Linked DNA regions of Zea mays: regions 1 and 3 are each linked to region 2. The links are chromatin contacts, called in public Hi-C maps. All regions are on one chromosome and are shown on one strand. Each heading gives the region's core, a stretch centred on a gene start, on an enhancer-like site or on the middle of the called end of the contact. The rest is flanking DNA. Distances are from core to core; before and after follow the strand shown. Region 1 holds the start of LOC100272272. Region 2 holds the start of LOC100217217 (2-cys peroxiredoxin BAS1). Region 3 holds the start of LOC100282844.

Region 1 (3,903 bases), core at 66-2,565, 230 kb before region 2:
GCCTAATCGCATAGGAGACATTGAATTGATTCCTAAAAACAAATTCTACAAAATTCCCAAGGCAATCCACCAAATCAAAGCAGGGCAGCAACATTGGTCAATTAATTAGAATAATCTGCGAGATGGCTGTGCAAAATTACCAGGCTGGACTTGAATTTCTCGACGAGCTCGCCGGTACTGCGCAATCCCTCAAAAATCTCCTTGGTCTGGCTCCGGCGCTCGAACTCTTTGATGCCGTCCCGTATCATCCTGAGCACCTCCCATTCTTTCCCCTCTTCCGCCTCCCCGTTCCACACCACGCGCCTCCAGCGCTCCCCGCCATCCACTTCAGAGACGATGGCGTTGCGGATGGCGGTGATCCCAGAGAGGTCAACACGTGCGCGCGCGGGTTTCCCCGCCCCGCGCGGCGCCCACCCCTCGAGCACCCTGCGGCCGAGCTCCCGCTCCTGCGACACGTACCGGCGCCGCAGTTCGGAGATCTTGGGCTGGATCCGTGTGCGCACGAACTCGAGCTCGGCTATGGGCGCCCCCGCGGCGAGCGGCGGCGGCGGCGCGGAGGTCAGCGCAGTGGAGGCGGACGCGAGGATGTGCTCGAGCTCGCGGTCCGCGAGCGTGCGGAGGGAATCAGCCCTCGCACGCATGAGGCGCAGGTCGGCGGTGGCGGAATCCCGCACCTCGCGCCACCCCTTTGAGAGAAACGAGAAGGCGCTGTCGTCACCCCGCCCAGCTCCGAAGCCGCCGCCGCCACCGATGGAGACCGACGGACGCGGCGACGCCCTCGCCTCCATGGCCAATTCCGGAATGGCCGCGGCTAGGGTTTTGGCGTTTTGCCGTTTGGGAGTCGCGAGAACCGAGAGAAGCAGCTAGAGTGCTAGACAACACGCGAGGTGTTGGGAAAGAGAGGGGAGAGGACGACGACGCCACGGAGCTCCGACGCCACGCGTTGATTCGGGCCGGACCGCCGGAGGAAGGAAGCCGCGTTCCGACTTGGAGGTATCCCATCCGTCAATCCGTGGCTGGCTCTTGCTGTGGGGTCGGCATGGCAGTGAGAGTGATTGGAGAATTGGATCCGCAGGGCAGATGTGGAATCCAGCTTTGTGGTGGGGTGGAACGGTGCTACGGTGACGTGGGCATACGTGCGGTCGGGAAGTGAGCGGGGACCGTCCGGGGGTTGGCAACGCAAGGCCGTTGCCCATGAGCCAGGAGCCCAGGACTGCAACGCAAGGCCCATTTCGTTCCGCCGCCAGCTTCAAGGCCGCAAGGCCCATTTGCGTTGATCAACCGCGTCCTCGACGATTGCGTTCACCCGAATCACGCCTCCCTTTCCTTTCTCCTCCCTCACTACTCACACCCCTCACTTTTGGCGGCGCCGACTGGGCACCCGCGTCGACCTTCGCCAGGTCTTCGTCGGCCCTTTGGCTGGAAACAAGCATCCACCAGGTATGCCAGCAACTCCTCTTCCTGCTGTGCGAAATCGAGCACACCAAACCCTTCCCAAACCCTAATGCAGGCTATTTTACATTCGGATCTGACCCAAAGCTGCTGTTTTTCCATATGAAAGGAACAACGCAAGGGATGCTCGATTGGCTCTAGTTACTTAGCAGAACCAAAAGAGGAAGGCCATCAAAGATACGAGGGCTTTTTCTCGCCATGTCTCGGTCGCCACACCTCCCACCCCGCTGCCCACCCCTGGGTCCTCAGATCACTCGAAGGGATGACAGCATGTTCACGCAGAGCTGCAGGTTTCCATCTGGGGATACGTTCTTTAGTGAGCCACCGTGCTGGCTCGATGATCTCCTTGCAGATTCCGGGAAAGCTCCCAAGCTTCCTCCTCTCAGAAGGGCCTGTAGCGATTCTGATGCCATCTTGGATGCTCTGTCAACATTTGAAAGCCCAATTTGTCGAATTGAGGAAGGCAATCAAATCTCTGGTGGTGAAGCTGATGACTTGTTGGATGCTGGCGAAGGTGGTGAAAGCGGTTCTGTGGTCGAGGCTAGCTGTGTTTATGGTCCGAATTCACCAAGACAGAAGAGTAGGCTGACAACTTCAGAGAGTTCCATGGTAAATGCTGTGCTTGAGAATGTACCCAGCAACCCCTTGCAGTACTTGAGCATCGATGCCTCCAGCGGTATGAATGGTAATGTGGCCAATGGAACTGCTGATACCTGTGATGCTTTTGGCCACCCTGATCAAGACAAGTCATTTAAAAGGTACACTTACATTTGTGAGTGAAATATCTAAAATACTTCCTTCGAATATTCTCTGGTAAAGTAGCGGTACATTGCTGCTTTTACTAAACTGGAGTTTTTTAGTGAAAATGCTAGAAAGATATAAATTATCAAGTGCAGATGTGAACTTTGGCTCTCGCCAACAGAAATGGAACACGACACTCTACTGCTTTGCAGAAATTAAATTAACTGATGGCGCTTCTAATTGAGTAACACTAACGACAACAGCTACTATGCAATCAGGTCTTAGGTGCAAGTGTGTAATGAACCTCTTGGTCCGTTAGATCATTATCCCACCGTAGATATAACTATGGTTTGTTAGAGGTCTTTTATAAATCTACGCGAGCTGATGGTGGATGGGTTTAAGTGTTAAATGTGATATGTGGTTAGGTCACGATCTAACATTCTAACGGACCATGAGTCTCACATGCACGCTTGCATTTAAAATATAACTGTACAATAGTCGTTGCCTGACACTAACTTATGTCACCATCAGTAGCAATGCCAGATAGAATTTATTGTCATATGATCTTGGCAGCATAAGTAGTCCAAACCATGTGGGTATGTGGTGTGTTGAAAAGTTAGTTCGTAAACCCTGATTGGTTGAATATTGTGAAAGCAACAATTTCCTTGAGTTTTATAATACTACTCCCCCAGATTGTCCAACAGTCAAAGTCTATGTTATGTGTCAATTAGAATTCTTATTTTTTCCAAGATGCATACATTACATAGGCTCTGTACAATTAAAAGGGAGCCTAAACATCATTATACCGGAAAGATATTTACTAGTCCCTTAATTCCAAACTATAAGCCGTTGTAGCTTCTCTAGGTACATATAGATTTTGTTATGCATCTAGATATATACTTTTGTCTATATACATAGCTTTTACTATGTATCTCAAAAAGCGAGAACGGCATAATTTGGGATGGAGGGATTTTTTCCCTCAAACTACAGGAGAGTTGTGTGCCATTTCTTTAAGGAAAAGGAATACAAGAATGATGCGAGAACAGCCCCACCCAAACCCACGCCACACAAACCACGCTAACTACAAAGGCACGCACCATTGAAAATAGGACACAACCAACCCAACTATAAACTAAGGTTATGTGGCCTTGGACTCAGGGGTAGGTCCTAGAGGTTAGAGGTCCCTGCCATGCACCAAGAACTGCATTCAAGAGCACTCTTTTATATAAGGCTTTGAATATTTGGAGAAAGACCCTTAGACACCCAAGCATTCCTAAATTTTCATAGTGTAGAGAAACGTGTACGCAACACACTAGCATAGCTATCACGTTCAAGGTTCAACCAGGACAACATGCGAGCAAATGATCATGGATCATTACCACTAGATATGCAACATAAAAGAAGAAGAGTGTGTCGATGTAGTGGAAGTAGTCGTACGTCTTCGCAATGTTTTCAAGTCGGACGACTTGGTGGTCGTTCTGGCTAACCGACTTGGGCGATTAATCACGATTAGTCGGACGACTTGGCGATTAATCGCTATTTTCCCGAACCGACTTGGATGACTAATCGCGATTAATCGGATGACTTGAAAACATTGTGTCTTCGTTTGATGAATGTTGAACTTTTCTAGTTGAAACACTACAAGGCAAGAGAAAACATGGCATGTCCTTTGAGATTCAATATTGATGCCTACTCAGCAATTCAACACTT
Region 2 (3,801 bases), core at 90-2,589:
TACATTCGTAAAGTGTGGCACATATCTTTCACCATGAGGAAAAATCAGCATGTGTGGCCCTACTACTTTACTAAAAAACTTGAAATGGGCAAGTGTAAAGGAAAAAAGGCATGTGCGGTTCTACTGTTATAGAACATTGTGTATTTGTATAATTATTGTTTCCTAACTCCACATGAACATACTTTCCAGAATTAGCTTTAGAAATAATGTGACTATGGTCAAGAACCATGCACACAAATACAGTTGTGCTTGTGCTCCAAAGACAACCTAGCAGTAGCACGTGAATTTCTCATCACAGGAGCAGTTCAACCATAATAATTATATTCCCGTTATGGGCTCCTAGCACATATCAAATCTGAAATGTACTTCAAGAGCTAACTACGACATAGAACAAAGAACAATCCACACAAGCAGTAGAGATATCAGATGTCAACTATAGAACAATTGATGACTAATTCGTACTGATAGATGCTACCATATCATGGAATATGAGGGCATTATATCATACCACACTGTCAATAGAGACACCAAGAACCTCAGTGTTCAACTTCTCGAATTCCTCATATCTGTCACTGAAGGCAGTAATCTCTGCAAGCATCAGGCGTTCGTTCATCAGAATCTCAGAGATCCACTCCAAACGAATCTTCTTGATACTTATGCTACTGTTTTATCCTCACCGGTCGGGCAGACAAAGGTGAAATCCAAGGGGTAGAAGAACAGAACGACGTATTTCTTCCCGATGTAATCAGAGAGCTTCACCTGCAAAAGCACACAGAGCAATGTCACCGCCAGCCACATCAAATGGAAGAGCAATTTGAAAGGATGACTGATGACAGATTTCAGAGTTCTGCTGCCACAGCATAAAACCACGCGAGATTGCGTGGAGAGAGGTGCACATACGTTGATGAACTCTTGGTCGAACACGGCCTCGGCTTCGAAGTCTGGCGCCTTGTTCCCGACCAGCGGCAAGTCATCCTACGTAGCACAGGCACAAGGGCATGAGCCGTGAGTGCGCAAACTAGGAGAGGGTGTGAAGTAAGCCCGCAGCAGGCAAGACGCGAGGAGAACTTACGACGCCGCCGGCGCGGGCGACGAGTCTGGTGGCCCGCGCGGATCTGGAGGCGACGAGGCGGAGCGGCCTGGCGGCGGTGGCGACCGCGGAGCGGGAGACAGAGACGGACTGCGGGGCAACGGCGAGGGGCCTGGCGGCCGGGGTGGGGGCGGAAGAGACGACGGTCGCGGCGGCGAAGGAGCAGGCCATGGCCGCCCGGAGTGGATGAGGAGGGGATGGGTGGATTGGAGGTTTGGGGTTGGGGATTAGTTGCGATGGGTTTCCGCCTTTCCGGGGGTTGGCGCTGGCTATGGCTGAGTGAGTGAGGAGGTTTTAAATAGGGACGTGTCAGCGCCACACGAGCTCTTCGGTCCTCGCCTTCTCGATTCTGGCCCGTGCCTGCGCTGCTTGGCAGCTTGGGTCGCACATGTCCGCCGGCGAAGGGTACCGCAATCTCTCGTGAGGCCACCTCCAACGGTGCTCCGTATATCTCCCCCACCCCACGTGGGGTGACATTTGGGGTGAAAAGTGAAAACCCACTCCATACTAGGGAGAGAGCCACCTCCCCAATATATGGGGTAAATTCCAATTTTCCTCCACATTTTAATTATTCCGTCACTTTATGATATTAATTCCTTTTAAGTATTGTTATTTGAAAACAATGTGAATTATAATAGTATAAATAGTCTATGTTTTTTTAAAACTTACAAATATCAAATAACTAGATTATAGTAGGTAGGGGGAGCTAAATAGGGTAAATGGTTAAAAACAGTATAGAAAGTATTTTAATCGTAGTAAAATATAATAGAAAGTATAGATACAGAGATAAATATGAGAGAACGGTGGGAGATGGTCTGAAGCCGCGGCAACATCAATACCGTGTGTGGCATGCATTACGCACCAGACAAAAAATGGTTGATTGGCTACGTTTGATATTTGCAGGAGCGTGGAATGGAATAATTGCGATACTCCATGCATCATCAGTACATCAACTGCTTTCTATCATTGCGATGCATTAAAAAATCAAGAACGTGAAAATTGCGCAGAAAAATCGTGCACAGAAAATGTTTTCTCTGGGGATTTTAATGGTTAGTTTTTGAAGCGAAGTTTAGAGAAAATAATAAACAATTTATTGTATTCTCTCCTTTTGTTGCTGGACTTGGATGAGTTCAAATGAAAGTTAACCCAAAGTGCCACTGCCAGGTATAATAAAATGATAAAATAAAAATAAAAAGAACCGCGGGAGCGGCCCAAGAACGAAAGCGCGTGTCTGGCTCCATTAGAAATCTGGCCCAGGCTACGGCGGCGACGGTTCCTTCGATGGTCCATGTCCATCCGCAGGCCCTTCCCCAAATGCTGCTCTACTTAATTTCCCTCCTCGCCCCCGTTCCCTCGTTTTCTGCTTCTTTCTCTCTCCCTTCCTCCTCTATTCTGTTCCCCCCTTTCCACCTCCCTCCCTCCTCGCTAACCCCACCCACCGGCCACCGCCCGCCTCCAGCCTCGCCGGTCCTCGCCGCCCACCCCGCCGGAACCCTAGCTCCGGAGAGTGCCCCGGCCTCCCCAGCCGCCGATTGGTTCCGGGGGCCCGGCGCCCCTCCGCACGATCGCGCGAGATCCGGGGTCGCCGCCGGCCGGGGAGCAGAAGCCATATGTCGGGGGTCGGCAGCGGCAGGCCGCCGGCCGCCCAGAAGATCCTGCAGTCGCTGCGACCGCCGCTGTCCTTCGCCACGCCGTCGCGGTCGCCCTTCGCCGCGCCCGACGACTACCACCGCTTTCCGACACCGGCTGCGGCCACGGCACCCGCCGCCACCTCAGGCGGCGTCGGTGCGGGGGCTCCTCCTCGTGATACTATCGAGGAGGGGCTGTTCATACGGACTCCGGTGAGATGATGCTTCTGCTCCCCCAAGAGCTCCGGATTTGTTTTCCCTTCTCGGGCCAGCTTACAGTGTTTGGAGACCCATGCTTCAAGTCGTATTGTTGGTCGACTTTTCTGTCTCCTGTTGTTTATGTATATGGATTTGGGTTTCACTACACCTGTCATAAGTAGAAACGCGTGAAATTCTGTCCAATTTCATTGCTCCCTGGAAGTCTTCCCGAAGCTCAAATGCTCCGTACTCGCGGTTATGGTGTCAGATAGGCAGGAACTGTAATTGTTACGCAACCGGGTTCATTATCAGAAAATAATTTATCTCACACAGTTGTCCCTGCAGCGAGATTCAGAAATGGAGGGAAAGTTTTATGTCAGAAACAGAAATGATTTATGTAATGTAGATGTACTGGCAATTGGCATAGAGGAAGCTCTGGTCAACATATATTCCCCTTAATCATTGCCGTAGTAGCTTACATGCTGTCTGTGTGGCTGTAGGTACGATTTGGCTCGCTGTAGGACTTCTATCTAGGTGTGCTCGTGCGCTATAAACTTCTATCTATGGCATTGCCAAATGAAAGAGAACTTGGTTTGTTTCTTTTATTGTAGATGTTGAATACCTTGTACTACATCCGTTCTTGAATATTTGTCGCCCGCTAGTTTATTTTTGAACTAAAACGCGACAAATAAAAAGAACAGATGGAGTACCTTTTTTCCTGCCAGTGTGTGTTTATGCAAGCATAGGTCATATATATATTTAACACAACCTGGTGATTACTGTTTCAAGGTGTTGAAATGTGCAAGACTGTAATGTATCAGTGCAAGTCATGCTTGTTTCTTTTGTCGGATACTTCACACAGAACTTCTATGTCACCTATTTTAC
Region 3 (3,704 bases), core at 587-3,086, 190 kb before region 2:
ACGGGGAAGATGACATGTCCACCAAATTCCCATCCCTCTTCAGTCACGCCAAGAATCCCGAGGTCAGTGTGCGTGATGTCCTGGAAGCTGGCCTTGCTACACACCTCGTGCCGCGCCTGACCTCGCAAGCCGTCGCGGAGCGCGGTGCACTACAGTTGGTCCTCGACGACGTGTTGCTGTCCGAGGCGCCGGATGTGCGTCACTGCCCCATTGCTGGCGCTGGAGGTAATCTACACACAGGGAGCCTCTACCGTGTCATGCGCTGTGGCGAGGGGATGCGCAGTGCTGAGGCTGTTTTTGTTTGGCGCAACCAGGCCCCCCCTCGGGTCTGTTTCTTTGGTTGGCTTGTCAACAACGGTCGCATCCAGTGCCGCGTTAACCTGGCCAGGAAACAAATTGTCCAAGATACTATGTGTGAGGTCTATGGTCGAGCCCCTGAAGACACAGCGCACATCTTCCTCCACTGCGGCTTCGCTTCCAGTTTCTGGGGTGCTCTGGGAATTACGATTGCCTCAGACTGCAGCAACGTTCTGCTGAGCCTGCTTCGGCCGTCCGCTATCCCTGCGAAACACTACAACATGTTTATTCTCCTCTGTTGCTGGCAGCTTTGGAAGCGCAGAAATGCTGTGGTGTTCCGTGGGGAAAGATCCCCACTTGCGGCTACCATGCTGTTGTGCCGCTCTGAAGCCGGTTTTTGGAGGTCCAGGCTGCGACATGAGGACCACTAGATCGTGGCTGCCTGGTGTCGTGTTTTGCATGTAACGTAGCGTTACCATTTCGATGTAATCTATGTAATCCATATCCCCTTGCTGTACTATCAATAGGCGATTTGGCCGCAATAAGCAATGCAATTCAGGTGGGGATCCTATCCCCCGGTGATATTCAAAAAAAAATAAATAATGAGTCATAAAGATTGCCTAGTGCTACCAGATAGGTAACACACAATCTCTCGTTTTTTTTGCAATACGCTAGATCACTCGCAATCTCACACAAGTGAGATCACGAAGCTAGCAGGCGAGTTGGAGCGGTCGCTTGAGCTCTATGTATGCAACAATATCAGCAAAAGGTTGCTAAAGAAAGTAAAGAACTCAAAAGAGCCTGCAAAACATCTATTTAAAGAGCCAATTAACTAAGCAACTAAAACAAAAACCTCTATGCATACTCAATAAAAAAAGCATTAGTCCGTATGGTTGGTACTTAATTATCAGAACTAAATTAGGTCCTTTTCTACATCCTAGCCGTCTGTATAGATAAAATATGTAGTAGTGAGCAGGAGTAGTGGTCAATGAGAATGAGAAGAAGGTAGACCCAGATTTTTTATAAAATAAAAACGGATATAGGTAACCAAGATTGGAGGGTCGAACGGGCAACCGTCGCGTCGGCCACCATTATTCCTGTGGGTTTAAAATGTAAGCGTGGCTGAGTGAATCTCAAGCTATGACGTGTGTACTTCCCGGCGTCGCACTCAAGCAAAGGTGAAAGGTGGACACGAATCTCAAAGCGCACATGCACACGCACAACCCGACGTCCCCGTGGCTGACCCGGTGGCCCAGTACTGGATGAATTATGTGCCGGATTAGCAGATGGAGGAATCTTCTTCGGTTGGGACGTTGCTTTCCGGCCGCCGCTCTCTGCTTGTCTGCTCTACTCAGGCTCAACCCTGCCGCGAGGGTTAACCAATCGTGCTGTGCTAGCAAGGGAAGGGAACCCTTTTGAGTGGCACATGCATGCGCTGTGTTTTGTGTTGTGTAGTGTAGTGTAGTGTAGGGGTAGCCCGCTTGGTGTGCCACTACAGTTTTTTTTTTAAAAAAAGCCATTACGCTTTCCTAGACCGCACGGCTCAGTCACCAACCCACTCATCACTCCTCACTCACTCACTCAAAACGAAAGCCAGCTCAGCTCATCTGCTCACACCTCACAGGCTCACACCCACAGGCCGGCCGCCACAGCACCGCGGATAGCAGAGCAGAGCGGTGAGCTGCAGAGCAGGGTAGCCGAGGTCGTCGTCGTCGTCGTCACTCGTCAGCCATGAGCAAGGACAAGCACCACAAGCACGAGCACCACCTGCGGCGTTGCTGCGGGTGCATGGCGTCGTGCCTCCTGGCGCTGGTCCTCATCGTGGCCTTCGTCTCGCTGGTGGTGTACCTGGCGCTGCGCCCCTCGAAGCCGTCCTTCTACCTGCAGGACCTGCAGCTGCGCAGGCCCATCTCGCTGGGCGACCCGTCGCTGACGGCGTCGGCGCAGGTGACGCTGGCCTCCCGCAACCCCAACGACCGCGTGGGCATCTTCTACAAGCGCCTGGACGTGTTCGTCACCTACCGCGACGAGGCCGTGACGGTGCCCGTGTCTCTGCCGCCGCAGTACCAGGGCCACCGCGACTTCACCGTCTGGTCCCCCGTGCTGTCGGCCGAGTCCGTGCCCGTTGCCGCCTACGTCGCCGACGCCATGAAGCAGGACGTCGCCGCGGGCTTCGTCGCGCTGCAGGTCAAGGTGGACGGCCGCGTCAAGTGGAAGGTCGGCAGCTGGGTCTCCGGCAGCTACCACCTCTTCGTCAGCTGCCCCGCCGTGCTCTCCGCGGGCTACCCCGGCGTCAACAACACCGTGACGTCGCTCAAGTTCGCCCAGCCCACAGGATGCAGCGTCGAGGTGTGAGTTTGTGACCAAACAAGTGCCCTCCCTGTCCTGCCCCCTACGTATTGTTGCGTGCTACTCAAATTTCATCTCTGGGTGCGCCGGCCGCCGTTAACTGGGTTCTTTTAATTTTGTTCATGTCTCGTTGTCAATTCTCATTCTCTTGTGGGCCGGGGGAATAAATTATTTGCTTTCGCCAGATGGCTGTCCAGAAACTTCAACTCAGTTGTACCATGACGTGTATTAATTATTTGATTTCGTCCTTTTATTATCCTCAAATGTTTTTACAACCAAACGCAGCTACGCATTGCATTACTAGCTAGGAACGGCACTATGGTTTTTACTAACAGGATGATGTCAATGTTATACTGATGATTGTTTCTGTCCATGTCTCCAATAATAGATAGATAGATACATAGATAGATAGTGACTACAGAACAAGCGGCATTGTTCTGCTTAGTATACGACTAGGGATGGCAATTGGATCCGTGGGTATGGATACCCACGGGTTTCGTACCCGATGGATATGGATACGAGTTGAAAAATTCACCCGTGGATCCTGTCGGGTCGGGTACCCGAAATAAGTCGAGTAGGGTACGGATAGTATAGTTTACCCATGGATATCCACTGGATACCCGAAATATTAATTCACAATTTCATATGTTGTGTTTTCGGCCCATGAACCAAAGCAAAATGGCCCAAAGGCCACCAAGAACGGAAGCGCCCAACCCAAGCGTAGTGTGGCCCGTGTCCCTGTTGGCTGCTGCTAGCCTGGTACTTGTAGTCCTAATTCCTATTCTCCTAACCGGCTAGCTAACCAGCCAATGAGCAACTGTACTATGATTTGTAAATTGGTGATGTTGCTTTGCTTATCAATTTCACATATTGTGATGTTGTTCATTAAATCTTATCTGTCATAAATTGTGTTGCTCATTAATTTACATGTAGATTTATATTTTACAGCAGCATATCCACCGGATACCCGATACCCGACGGGTACCCGGTGGGCACGGGTACGGGTCCATTTTTTTACCCGATTGGCTTGGTGGGTATGGATATTTGTATAAGGGGCG

What was found. Hi-C and Micro-C count contacts between places; a contact is called where the count stands out from the background.
Region 1: a contact with region 2 is called in a Hi-C map of ear, with 3 times the contacts expected there. The contact joins the promoter of LOC100272272 here to the promoter of LOC100217217 in region 2. A contact is called at or near these places in 2 of 25 Hi-C or Micro-C datasets (ear and tassel).
Region 3: a contact with region 2 is called in a Hi-C map of bundle sheath, with 6 times the contacts expected there. The contact joins the promoter of LOC100282844 here to the promoter of LOC100217217 in region 2. A contact is called at or near these places in 4 of 25 Hi-C or Micro-C datasets (bundle sheath, ear, leaf and 1 more).

Annotation. Positions count from the first base shown.
Region 1 is chr5:173,404,422-173,408,324 of Zm-B73-REFERENCE-NAM-5.0, reverse strand. LOC100272272 reads left to right here and starts at 1,315. Exons shown (of 5, transcript NM_001146760.1): 1 at 1,315-1,440; 2 at 1,562-2,210. The coding sequence starts at 1,651. It overlaps LOC100286172 (digalactosyldiacylglycerol synthase 1), which reads right to left and starts at 882. Exons shown (of 7, transcript NM_001159060.1): 1 at 141-882. The coding sequence starts at 788.
Region 2 is chr5:173,172,002-173,175,802 of Zm-B73-REFERENCE-NAM-5.0, reverse strand. LOC100217217 (2-cys peroxiredoxin BAS1) reads right to left here and starts at 1,339. Exons shown (of 7, transcript NM_001143574.1): 1 at 1,073-1,339; 2 at 901-975; 3 at 678-759; 4 at 509-588. The coding sequence starts at 1,261. LOC100285220 (transcription factor E2F3) reads left to right here and starts at 2,447. Exons shown (of 14, transcript NM_001158114.2): 1 at 2,447-2,931. The coding sequence starts at 2,701.
Region 3 is chr5:173,361,465-173,365,168 of Zm-B73-REFERENCE-NAM-5.0, reverse strand. LOC100282844 reads left to right here and starts at 1,836. Exons shown (of 1, transcript NM_001156135.2): 1 at 1,836-2,922. The coding sequence starts at 2,029. The coding sequence ends at 2,652.